2 separate regions of the Gossypium hirsutum genome follow, and region 1 is linked to region 2. A link is a contact called in public Hi-C data. All regions are on one chromosome and are shown on one strand. The core of a region is the stretch at or near the end of the contact, and the rest is flanking DNA. Distances in the headings are between cores, read along the strand shown.

Region 1 (5,200 bases), core at 85-2,584, 800 kb after region 2:
AAAAATGGTAGAGAGCAAAAAAAGAAAAGGAATAACGTCAAACTCTTGGGAATTTCTGAAAAAGAGAAAATTTTGGAAAAAAAGATAAAAATAAAATATATCAGATAAGTTATCAGGAATCCCCCAAATTCTTCTCCACTATCCCACTGACAACCACTTCCTCAGAAACCCAATTCCATCGAAACGCTACAGATAGCAAAGCAAAAACAATACCCACGCTTGCACAGAGATTCAAACACAAGACCTCCAACACACCAATTCCCTTATCACTTAAACCAACAAGCTCATTTTGATATAAAATTACAGACAATTAAATATTAGCTCATTGAACAAAGATAGGGCTTAGATGTAAAAATAACAAAAATTGTTAAAGATAAAACTTGAACTTAATACCTCTCACACACACCCCAAAATACTTAACCACTAAAGCAGATACACAATTATATCAAATTTTACAGAAGCAAAAATAAATTATTTGGGGTGTTACAACTGTATTCTTAAATCTCTAACGGAATATTGACGTTATAATTTTTTCATTGACATAATAATAAATTTAACCTATAATATTTAAAAATATTTTTTCAATTTAATCTTTAACAATTTGAATAAATTTAACTTTTAATATTTACTCATTTTATCATTTTAATTTTAATTCTAAATATTCAAAAATTTTAATTACAAAAAAAATAAAAATATGTTTTTTTTTAGATTTGATTAAAAAAGGTTAAAAAATAGCTTTAGTTGAAATTATAAAAATGAGATAAAGAAAAAATTGAAATATTAGGTTGAATTCTATGTATGTATATATATATTTTTAAATTATATGTAAAACACCTCAAATAATATTTATTAAACTGAATTAAAACTTAATTGTTAGTTTCACTAACTGATATTATATGTTTACTTAAAGATAAAGATATTATATGTTTAAAGTACATAGGAATCTAATTATCACTCAATAAAGAATAAAATTTATTGTTTTTATTTTATTTAATCCTATTTCAATTAAGATTATATTATCATTTATCAAACAATATAATTATAATTATCATTTAATTTTAAACAATACACTAAACAAATTTTACTACTTCAATTCAACACTTATTTTTTTCAATTTATCAAACATAATATAGTCTCAGATACAAAATAACTAAAAAGACCTTCTTATTACAAAGTAAATTATATTATTATAAATATTAAGATTGTGAGGTTTTTCGTTCTTGGTTTTTTGCTGTGTCCATCTTTATTCTTTCTAAAAGAATAATCGGATGGTTGTGTAATGATTGTTATCTCTACCTGAGGTGGGGTTGTGTTGAATCAGTGGAATGCCCTCCAAGGAGTACAGATGGTGCTTATGTGGGTGGTCATAAACTTTCTAGACTAAATTAGGCCCTGCTAGATGGGAAAGGTCATCGATTCTTGGTTGTGTCACTCTTTTTGCATTTTTTTAGTCCTTTCATTTAATTTTTTTTTATCATAGAATGCATGCTTTTGTACCTCTTTCATGCAAAATCTAGTATGGCTATGCATGATACAACATTTATGGTAAATCTTTTCTTTGACTTTTTCACGTTAATAATAAATTGGCTTTTTGACAAGTCCGGTTAGTGTTATATTTGGTGTTGAGTTTTTGTGTTCTGTTATCTCTTTATTTTGGTCGTTTTAGGTTTTAGTGTTTTTCTATTGTTTATAGGAGTTAGGTTCCTTAAAAGTTGGTTGTTATCTTGTTTTCCATATCGTTTTTTCGTTGTGGTGCCTGTGCTTCTTTCTCTTTGTTAGTGACTCATTTTTCCTTTGGGGTTTTTATTTGGTGAGTTTTCATGTTCGTTAGATTTTCTTGGCCTCTGTGGTACTAGTTTCTTGTTTTCTTTCTGCTTTCCTATCGATTGGTTATTTTTATTTGGATCTATGTGTGTTTCTCTCTGTTTCTCTATTGTGCAGGTGTAGGATCGGTAGGTAGCCCCTTCTGGGGTTTGCTCAGGTATCACGTAGGTGGTTTCGGGAGAGTGTATTGAGGTTTAACAGTGTTTTGTGGTTCTTCCCAGATTGAGCAATGGAGGAAGAATTGAAAGATCTTTTTATAAAGTTGTCTGTCTCTGAAGAAGAATCAAAGAGGGTGTTTAGTTCTAGCAGATTCTCACTTACTTCAAAGGGCCACGAGGCATGGGTGATTAGCAAGTTATGACGAACGAAAAAATCAATAAAGAAGCAATGTATAGGGTTTTACGGTCTGTGTGGTATACAAAAGAAGAGGTGAATTTTGTGAAACTAAAGGAAAAAGTCATTTTGGTTAAATTCGGGGATATGGATAATAGAACAAGAATATTAAACCTTGCTCCATGGCTTTTCGATCAAAATATGTTTTCACTAATTTTGTATGTGAAGGATAAGGAGATAGAAGAGTATACTTTCAACCTCTCACCCTTCTGGGTGAGAATATACAACATACCATTCAATCAAATGAACAGACAAACAATGTTAGAAGTGGGAGAAGCAATTGGTGAGGTGACAGCAATTGATTGGAGGGATATGGATGGGGGTAGATAGAGTACATACGAGTTAAGGTAAAAATAGATATACTGATGCTTCTAAGAAGAGTGGTCTATTATGTGGGAAAAAAGAATGATGAAATTGTTTGTGCCATAATGATGAAATTATTTGTGCCATAAAATATGAACGACTCCAGGCTTTTTGCTACAAATGTGGTATTATAGGGCATAAAACAAAAAAATGTATAGCAGAAAGAGGCCAAAAGAAACTCGATAAAGCTGAACCCCAATATATATAGAAACTGGTTAAGGGTGCAAATGCGAAATACAACCCAAGGAAAAGGAAATTGGAGAAATGGTGTAGAGTTCTTAAAAAGAGGGGAAGGAAGTAATAGTAAGACACAAGCAAATAAAAAAGAAAAAATAGAAGAAGCAAATGAAGTGGTGAGAGAATTTGAAAAAGAAAAAATAAAGTGGGAGATGAAGAATCTGGGTCAAGCCCTCTTACTGAAAAACGGCAAGCTCGGGAGACACGTGATGGGGGAGGAAGGAACTGAACAAAAAGGAAAAAAATCAAGAGGTGGAAATGGGGACATCGTTGAAGATAACCCAATTTGCCTAGTGCGCAGAAAACTAATGGATGGTACCTCACCTTGCAAGGTGGCGGCTGGTGTCTAGCCCCGCCAAGAGAAATGAAGCTCTTATGTTGGAACTATTGTGGGATTAGAAACCCTGCGACAGTTCAAGAGTTGAAACAACTTCTCATTGCAAATTATCCCGATGTTATATTTCTATGCGAAACTAAAGTTCAAAATAACAAGTTTTCTCGTATTTGTAACAAATACATGATGGATGAATGTATGGTTGTCAATGTTATAGGAAAAAGTGGTGGTCTTGCAATGATGTAGAAGGAGGGCACAAAGGTTAAAATAAAAGATTATTCTAAAAATCATATTGATTATTTGATTCATATGGATAACGAAGATTTCATTAGATTCACGGGGTTTTACTGAAATGTCGACCCTAACAATAGAAGAAGCTCGTGAGACATGTTGAAAAGGGTGAGAAGCACTGTCAAGGAAACTTGGATTATAGGAGGAGACTCCGATGCAATTCTAAACGGCTTGGAAAAAGAGAACGGACGTAGGAAACCTAGAGCTTTGTTGGATGAGTTTCGTGAGGTTGTTGAGGAGCTCTCTTTAGTTAACTTAAAGACGGATAAGGGCTAGTATACTTGGGTCAACAACCGTGAAGGGAATGCCATGGTTAAAGAGAGACTCGATCATTTTATGATATCGGTTGATGAGGTGGCAAATTTTCCTTTCATCGAAACAAAAGTCATTCATCAGTTAAGCTTGGATCACAATGCAAGTTGTCTTAACACCATTGGTCGTAAGCCGAAAGAGGGAGCTAGGGATCAAAGACTTAGTTTTAGATATGATATATGCTAGTCAAAGGAGAAAGATGCCAAGGAGATTATTAAGAAGGTGTTGAATGACAACACAATAGACATTTTAGAAAAGATAGAATTGGTGGGCCATACCCTTGGTCCTTGGCAGTACGAACAATTCTATAAGATGAGAAACCAAATGGTGATCCTGAAGTTAAAAATTAATAACATCATTAATGGTCCGGGTAGTAGGTATGATGGGAACAGATTAAAAGTCATGAGATTGAAGCTCGGGCATCTTTTGGACAAAGAGGAGAAGTACTGGGCATAAAGTCAAGGATCCAGTGGCTAAAAGAAAGTGATAGAAACACCAGGTTTTTTCACGTTAGAGCAACTAATAGAAAAAAAAATGATATTGATAGGCTCAAAGATATTCATGGATGCTTGAAAGAAAATACGAAGGACATTTGTGCGGCGGCTAGAAAGTATTTTCAAAATTTATTTGTTTCATCTTTATCTTCTAATACCCAATTGAATGCTGAATATATTGATAATTGTGTATCACGGGAAATGAACGAGAATTTGACCAAGGAGTTCACTAACAAGGAACTAGTGGAAGCTTTCAACCAAATGTACCCTAGAAAAGCTCCTAGAATTGATGGCCTTTTAGGAAGTTTTTTTAAAGATAATTGGGAAGTGGTAGGAGCGGATGTTCTAAAATTATGCCATGATGTCCTCCGTGGGAAGAGAACTGTGAATAGTATAAATGAGACCATTATTTTCTTAATCCCAAAAATTAATTAACCTGTTGACATGACTCATTTTAGGCCTATTAGCCTTTACGGGGTTTTGTATAAAATTATTGCCGAAGTTTTAGCTAATAGGTTAAAGGCTACCCTTCCGAAGTGCATTAGCCAAAATCAAAGTGCGTTTGTACACGAGAGAATGATTCACAACAACATCCTAATTGCGCATGAATTGGTTCACTATTTACAAAGTGCAAAAAACAGTCCTAATAAGGGTTTCGTTATCAAGCTCGATATGAGCAAGGCTTACGACCATGTTGAGTGGAACTTTATTGAGGAAGTTATGCGAAGGATGGGTTATGCAGACATTTGGGTGGACAAAATCATGAACTATGTTCGTTCTGTCCGTTATGTTGTAAAGTGCAATTCCACCCTTTCAGAGACTATTATTCCAGAAAGAGGCCTTAGATAGGGGGATCCTCTCTCTCCTTATCTTTTTCTTTTTTGCATGGAAGCCTTATCAAAATTGTTAATTCAAGCTCAAAATAATAATGTGATTAGAGGAATTCAGGCTA
Region 2 (5,485 bases), core at 1,673-4,172:
AGGATCCAACCAACACACCAATTTGGCACCTAGTGTCTATTAGATAAATCCGCAATAATAAGTGGCATCCTGCGCTGGTCGGTAAAAAACAACAAATAGATTTGCCCAGCATTAGTCGGTATAATCAAAAAATTGGGTGCTTAGCACTCCCTAACATGTAGTCATAAAACCCTGAACTCTTCCTGTCTTATGGCATGTCAATTATACCCGACCTTGCCCGAATAGTTAATAAGGTAACAATTTCTCACATTCATTTATAATCAATTCTTCGTTCCAATATCATAATCACAATAACAAATCCATAATTCTCATTTATAACAACATAGTTCATCACAACTTAGCACAACTTCACATTTTAAATAATATCCAATATTTATGAGTCTATTCAATTCAGGCTTTATTACAAATAGCCAATTCAATCACATCATTTCAACCCACTGAATCAATTATCACTCACCTTATGAACTTACCATACAATTTAACATAAAAAAGCTACAATTGAGATGGTTCGGATTATAGAAACACAAACTGTAAACTCCAAGCTATTCGTAGACGACTATCTTTTCCTTTCTTTTTTGAGGGATTCGAGTCAATGTTAGCTACAGATTAAAGAAAACATACACAATTATCAATATACAACCAGTTTCACATTCAATTGCTAATTTATGTAAATTTTGTATTTTATTCAATTTAGCCCCTAAAACGGATATTAGCATAACTTTCAAATTTAGCCTCCAATTTTTATGCCAATTTCACTATAGTCCTAATTAAACATCCTATTTTTCATTTCTACCACAAATTTAGAAATTTATGCACTTTACTCCTTATTGAACAGAACCATTAATTGACTTTACAATTTAATCCTTTTTCAACTCTAAACTTAAAATCTATCAAATTAACACATAAAGCTTCAACTAGTCATCCATGGAAACATTCTCAATCTTTAACAGCACCAAAAAAATAAGTTATGAATTAGCTAGCTTAAGCTATCGAGATACAGGAAACATAAAAATTACAATAAAAATAACTAAATTGAACTAATCAAATTAAGCTTGAAACTTGAGAACCCTAAGGCCGTGGGTTCTTCCTTCGTCCTTTTATATTTCAGTGTTGAAAAAAAAAAAGAAAAGAACATTGGCTTTCTCTTCCATTAAGTGTTTTATTTTTATTTTATTAATTGTTATTATTTTATTAAAATTTTATAACATTTCTCTTATAAATATAAACCAAGCTACTGTCCACTAACCTATAAGTGGGTATAATGATCATTTTATTCCTTAATTCACTTCTAATTATTATAAATATATAGTAATATGACACTTTTACAATTTAGTCCCTATACCCTTATTAATCACTATTTTGACCAAATTACTTGTCTGAAATTCAATTCACTTCTAACGTAACTCCGTAAATATTTAATAACAATATTTGCGAGTCTGATTTGCATAAACGAGGTTCTAAAACTGCACTTTTTGACACCACTGACTTTCGGGTCGTTACAAGCTTGATAAACATGAAAGTCTTATTATCTTTTGGTGATTGAAGTACTACTTTTTAGAGATAAATATCATATTTATTCAAGGAAATTCTTCAAGGACTTATGTAACACCCCTAACCCGATCCAGTCGCCGAACCCGAACTACAGAATGCTACCACAATCACCAGAACAATCACACACAAATTATATCATTCAATTAGATTTAAAAATAAAAACATTAAACCATTACAATCACATGCACATTAGTATTTATGAATATAACTAGAACTAAATCGAGCTTTTAGATACAATAGAATAGATTCGAGCATGATTAAGGACCAAAATATATTTTTTTCAAAACTTTAGAAATAGGTATCAATACTTATTGAATTCGTTTTGGCGTTTTGCCAATTTGGAATTTTGAAAACAATACATATTTATTGATACCTTTAAAAGTGTCATTCTTTGACAAATAAGTATCAATACTCTTTATACGTAGGATACCGCGTCAATACTTAACGATCCGTCAAGAGTTTTGGCGGAAAAATGAACTCAAATAGCTTAATTAGGTACACTTTTTTTACGAGGAGCTTAATTGATTTTTTTAAAATTATTTTCGGAGGACTAATTTGACATTTTAACATTTTCAATACCTGATTGAAAAAGAAATTTTAGCTAATACACAAGGGTAAATACATAAATTTTAATAAAATATTGTAATATTCACATTTTAAATAATTCACGTACAATTACATATCAATATATTAAAATAGAAAAATATTATTTATTTTGATTTTGATTTTTCATTGATGTTAAGATTCAAAATTTATGCTATCTTTCATTGATATTTTGAATTTAAATTTATGATTTCATATTGGTACATTATGAAAATTATTTTAATTATATTTTAAAAAGTAATTGAATTGTATTACTACATTATAATTTAATAATATTACATGTGTAGCCCCTGAAATTAAACCTAGTATATATAAAAACAAGAATTCAATTTTTTAAACTTTTCATGTTTTTAACATTCTATTTTCTTTTTTAATTAATAAAAAAAGCTATAAATATGATAAATTAATAAACTATTAAACAAAAATCTAAAAATAAATATAAAATTCAAATTCAATCCCAACTTCAGTCGGACAAAATGCGAACCTTTTCATACTACAATATTTTCGTAGTAAAATCTGCTTACAGATTAGTGCATGCTAAAGAGGTTGAGACTGAGGGACTACATAGCTAAGAGAGAGACAAGTTGTGTATCAGAACGCCGAATAACCCTTTGGAGATTAATTTTACCTAGCAAGGTTTGTTTTTTAGCTAAAGATTGCTTCATGATCTGCCACCAATAAGTGTGCAATTTGAGGGGGTGCAAGGTACTGAAGATGATATTCACCCTTTTATGGACATGCGTTGCTTTCAATCAGCCCAGTTTCAGCTTAGTTAGAGGGCACCAATTTGATTAGATGTTTGATTAGAAGTGGTTACTATGATGGAAGCCTAGCAATACTCTTCAAGGCCCACTGGCTATTTGATTTATATGTTTGATATGTCAAAATCGAGAGCAATGCTTTATTGGTTATTGGAATATGTAATATCATAATAATAATGGTAGAGGTTTATTCTATTCAAAAGTCTATGCGGCTAAATCTCATTTATAAATTCTGTTTATTGTAAATATAAATTCAAATTTGAGTATAATTTTTTTCGTATCCTATATGAAATTAGACAAAATTTCATTTAGTTGTATCATTATTGAATTAATTTATGTCATTTGATAAATAATGAAAAAAGAGTAGGATTATTTTGAGAAATGGGAAATTTAAAATGTTTGGGGATGAAAATGGAAAAATGTTTATAATACTTAAGCCGAATCAGATGCAATTTGAAAGATTTTGTGCGCTCATGGATCGAGGCTTAACGGAAGAACTTTATAAGTTTCGAAAAATTGAATATCCAATGAAAGAAATTAAATTTCAATTTATTTGTAGAAACATATCAATTGGTGGAACTACCGATAAAAGAAAAGGATGTCGAACTTAGTTTAGTTATTTAAGCTTTTTTTTTTTTGTGTGTCCAATTAGGTACTTGAACTTAGCTTCATAATTCAAATTGGTTTAAATAAGTCATTCATTGTAAATATTAATTTGAAAAAAAAATTAAATTTAAGTACCAATTTAAACTAAAAAATTAAATTCAAATATTTAATTGACCCAAAAAAATTTAGTTACCAATTTAAAACTTAGGAGGAGGTTTAAGTTGGTGGTAGTCAATGGCTAATCAGTTATCTAATTATGGAATCATTGAGCAGTCTAATGGCAATACTGCCACGAAAAGATGGTAAAAACTCTTAGAAAGGAAATAATATTGGACTTGAAAAAAAGAAGTGATTTAGTGGGCTAGATCCCAGCCAATTGAAAACCTAATCCAAATAAGCAGCCCACACAATAGAAACGTTGATGATCTCTCAACCACCAATCCAGCAACAAGAAATTCCTCCCTCCACAAATTTCATCAAATAAAATTGGGGTCAAAATAAATCGACCATTTTTTGTTTCTTGGAAAGTTTTCAGTTTCCCACCCTCTGTATCCCTACAATGACCACCTTACCTTCACAAAACCTGCAATCGGTGCGACCTCTATATTTTTCTTCAATTAATTCTCTTAAATTTGGATCTCAAATTCCTTCATTAAAATTCCCCATTTCTTCTCCTATAAAACTAAAACCAGCCAAGCTTTTCACATGCAATAATGGCACCAACAACTCTGGGGTCGTGGGAAAAGCCTCTACCTCTGAATTCAGTGCAGATATAGGTGACGTCCTTGGGGATGTTACCATTTTCACTGCTGCTGATCAGCCTGTCTTTCTCAAAGACCTTAGGGACCAAAACCAAGTAAATTTTACTCCTTTCTTATTGCTAAAAACTTGCTCCGATCTTTGCCTTTTATTAATTTATTCTCTTTACCCCCAACAGGGAATTGCAGTTGTTGCACATCTACGCCATTTCGGATGCCCTTGTTGGTCCTCACTTGACTGGGCGTTTATTTATTTATTTATTTATTGTATGTGTAAATTTATATGATTCATTGCTAAACAAGTTATGTTCTTTGATTCATTATTAGCTGGGAACTTGGTTTAGAATTGAAAGAAGCAAAAGCAAGATTTGAATCAGCTGGAGTTAAACTGATTGCAATCGGCGTTGGTACACCTAACAAAGCACGTTTGCTTGCAGAACGGGTACCATTGATACCAAATTTATTATTATTATTATAATTATTGTTGTTAACAAATTTCATAAGTTGGCTCACTGAAATTGATTCAGCTACCATTTCCAATGGATTGCCTTTACGCTGATCCAAACCGAGAGGTAATATCAGTGTGTTAATGGATCCATATTTTCCCTTTAATTGGTTTTTTTAACATTCTCCTTTTCAGGCATATGATATTTTGGGCCTATATTATGGCTTTGGTCGTACATTTTTCAACCCAGCAAGTGTACATCTCTTTTCCATTCTCTGCAGTATTTTGTTCTCGATTTTTCAGATTTCAGTAATTTTGGACACAAACATCTATTACATTGATGGAGTGTAAAAATAAAACAAACACATGCTTGTCAATCATACACTGTCTAGGTCGTGCAGACTAAAGTGTTTTCAAGATTTGAGTCCCTGCAAGAAGCTGTAAAAAAACTACACAATTGAGGCCACCCCTGACGAAACAAGTAGTGTACTGCAACAGGTAAGCCTAATTTCATTTTAGCTTGTATAACCCTAAATTCACTGTTATAATATAAGTTTTCCTCTTTGATACTATCAAGGAGGGATGTTTGTGTTCAAAGGTAACAACTGTTAATATGCTCATAAAGATGAAGGAACCGGCGATCATGCACCTTTAGATCAAGTGTTTGATATATGTTGCAAAGTTCCGGCATGATGATAAAGTTAAAATGTATAGAATTTGAGATTTAGTCCCTGTATTTTAAAAGTTTAAAATTTAATCCT

Evidence for each region. Hi-C and Micro-C count contacts between places; a contact is called where the count stands out from the background.
Region 1: a contact with region 2 is called in a Hi-C map of hypocotyl, with 4 times the contacts expected there. The contact joins two enhancer-like sites. A contact is called at or near these places in 2 of 34 Hi-C or Micro-C datasets (hypocotyl and leaf).

What each region holds. Positions count from the first base shown.
Region 1 is chrA12:45,197,122-45,202,321 of Gossypium_hirsutum_v2.1, forward strand. No RefSeq gene overlaps it. Among protein-coding and RNA genes, the nearest start is that of LOC121212042, 83 kb to the right of the region's middle. Within about 2 kb of position 1,335, at least 1 of the 9 cell types and tissues checked has an H3K27ac peak or open chromatin away from gene starts, as enhancers often do. A contact at or near this core is called in hypocotyl, where this site is marked.
Region 2 is chrA12:44,394,294-44,399,778 of Gossypium_hirsutum_v2.1, forward strand. It overlaps the pseudogene LOC107924374. Among protein-coding and RNA genes, the nearest start is that of LOC121211384, 33 kb to the right of the region's middle. Within about 2 kb of position 2,923, at least 8 of the 9 cell types and tissues checked have an H3K27ac peak or open chromatin away from gene starts, as enhancers often do. A contact at or near this core is called in hypocotyl, where this site is marked.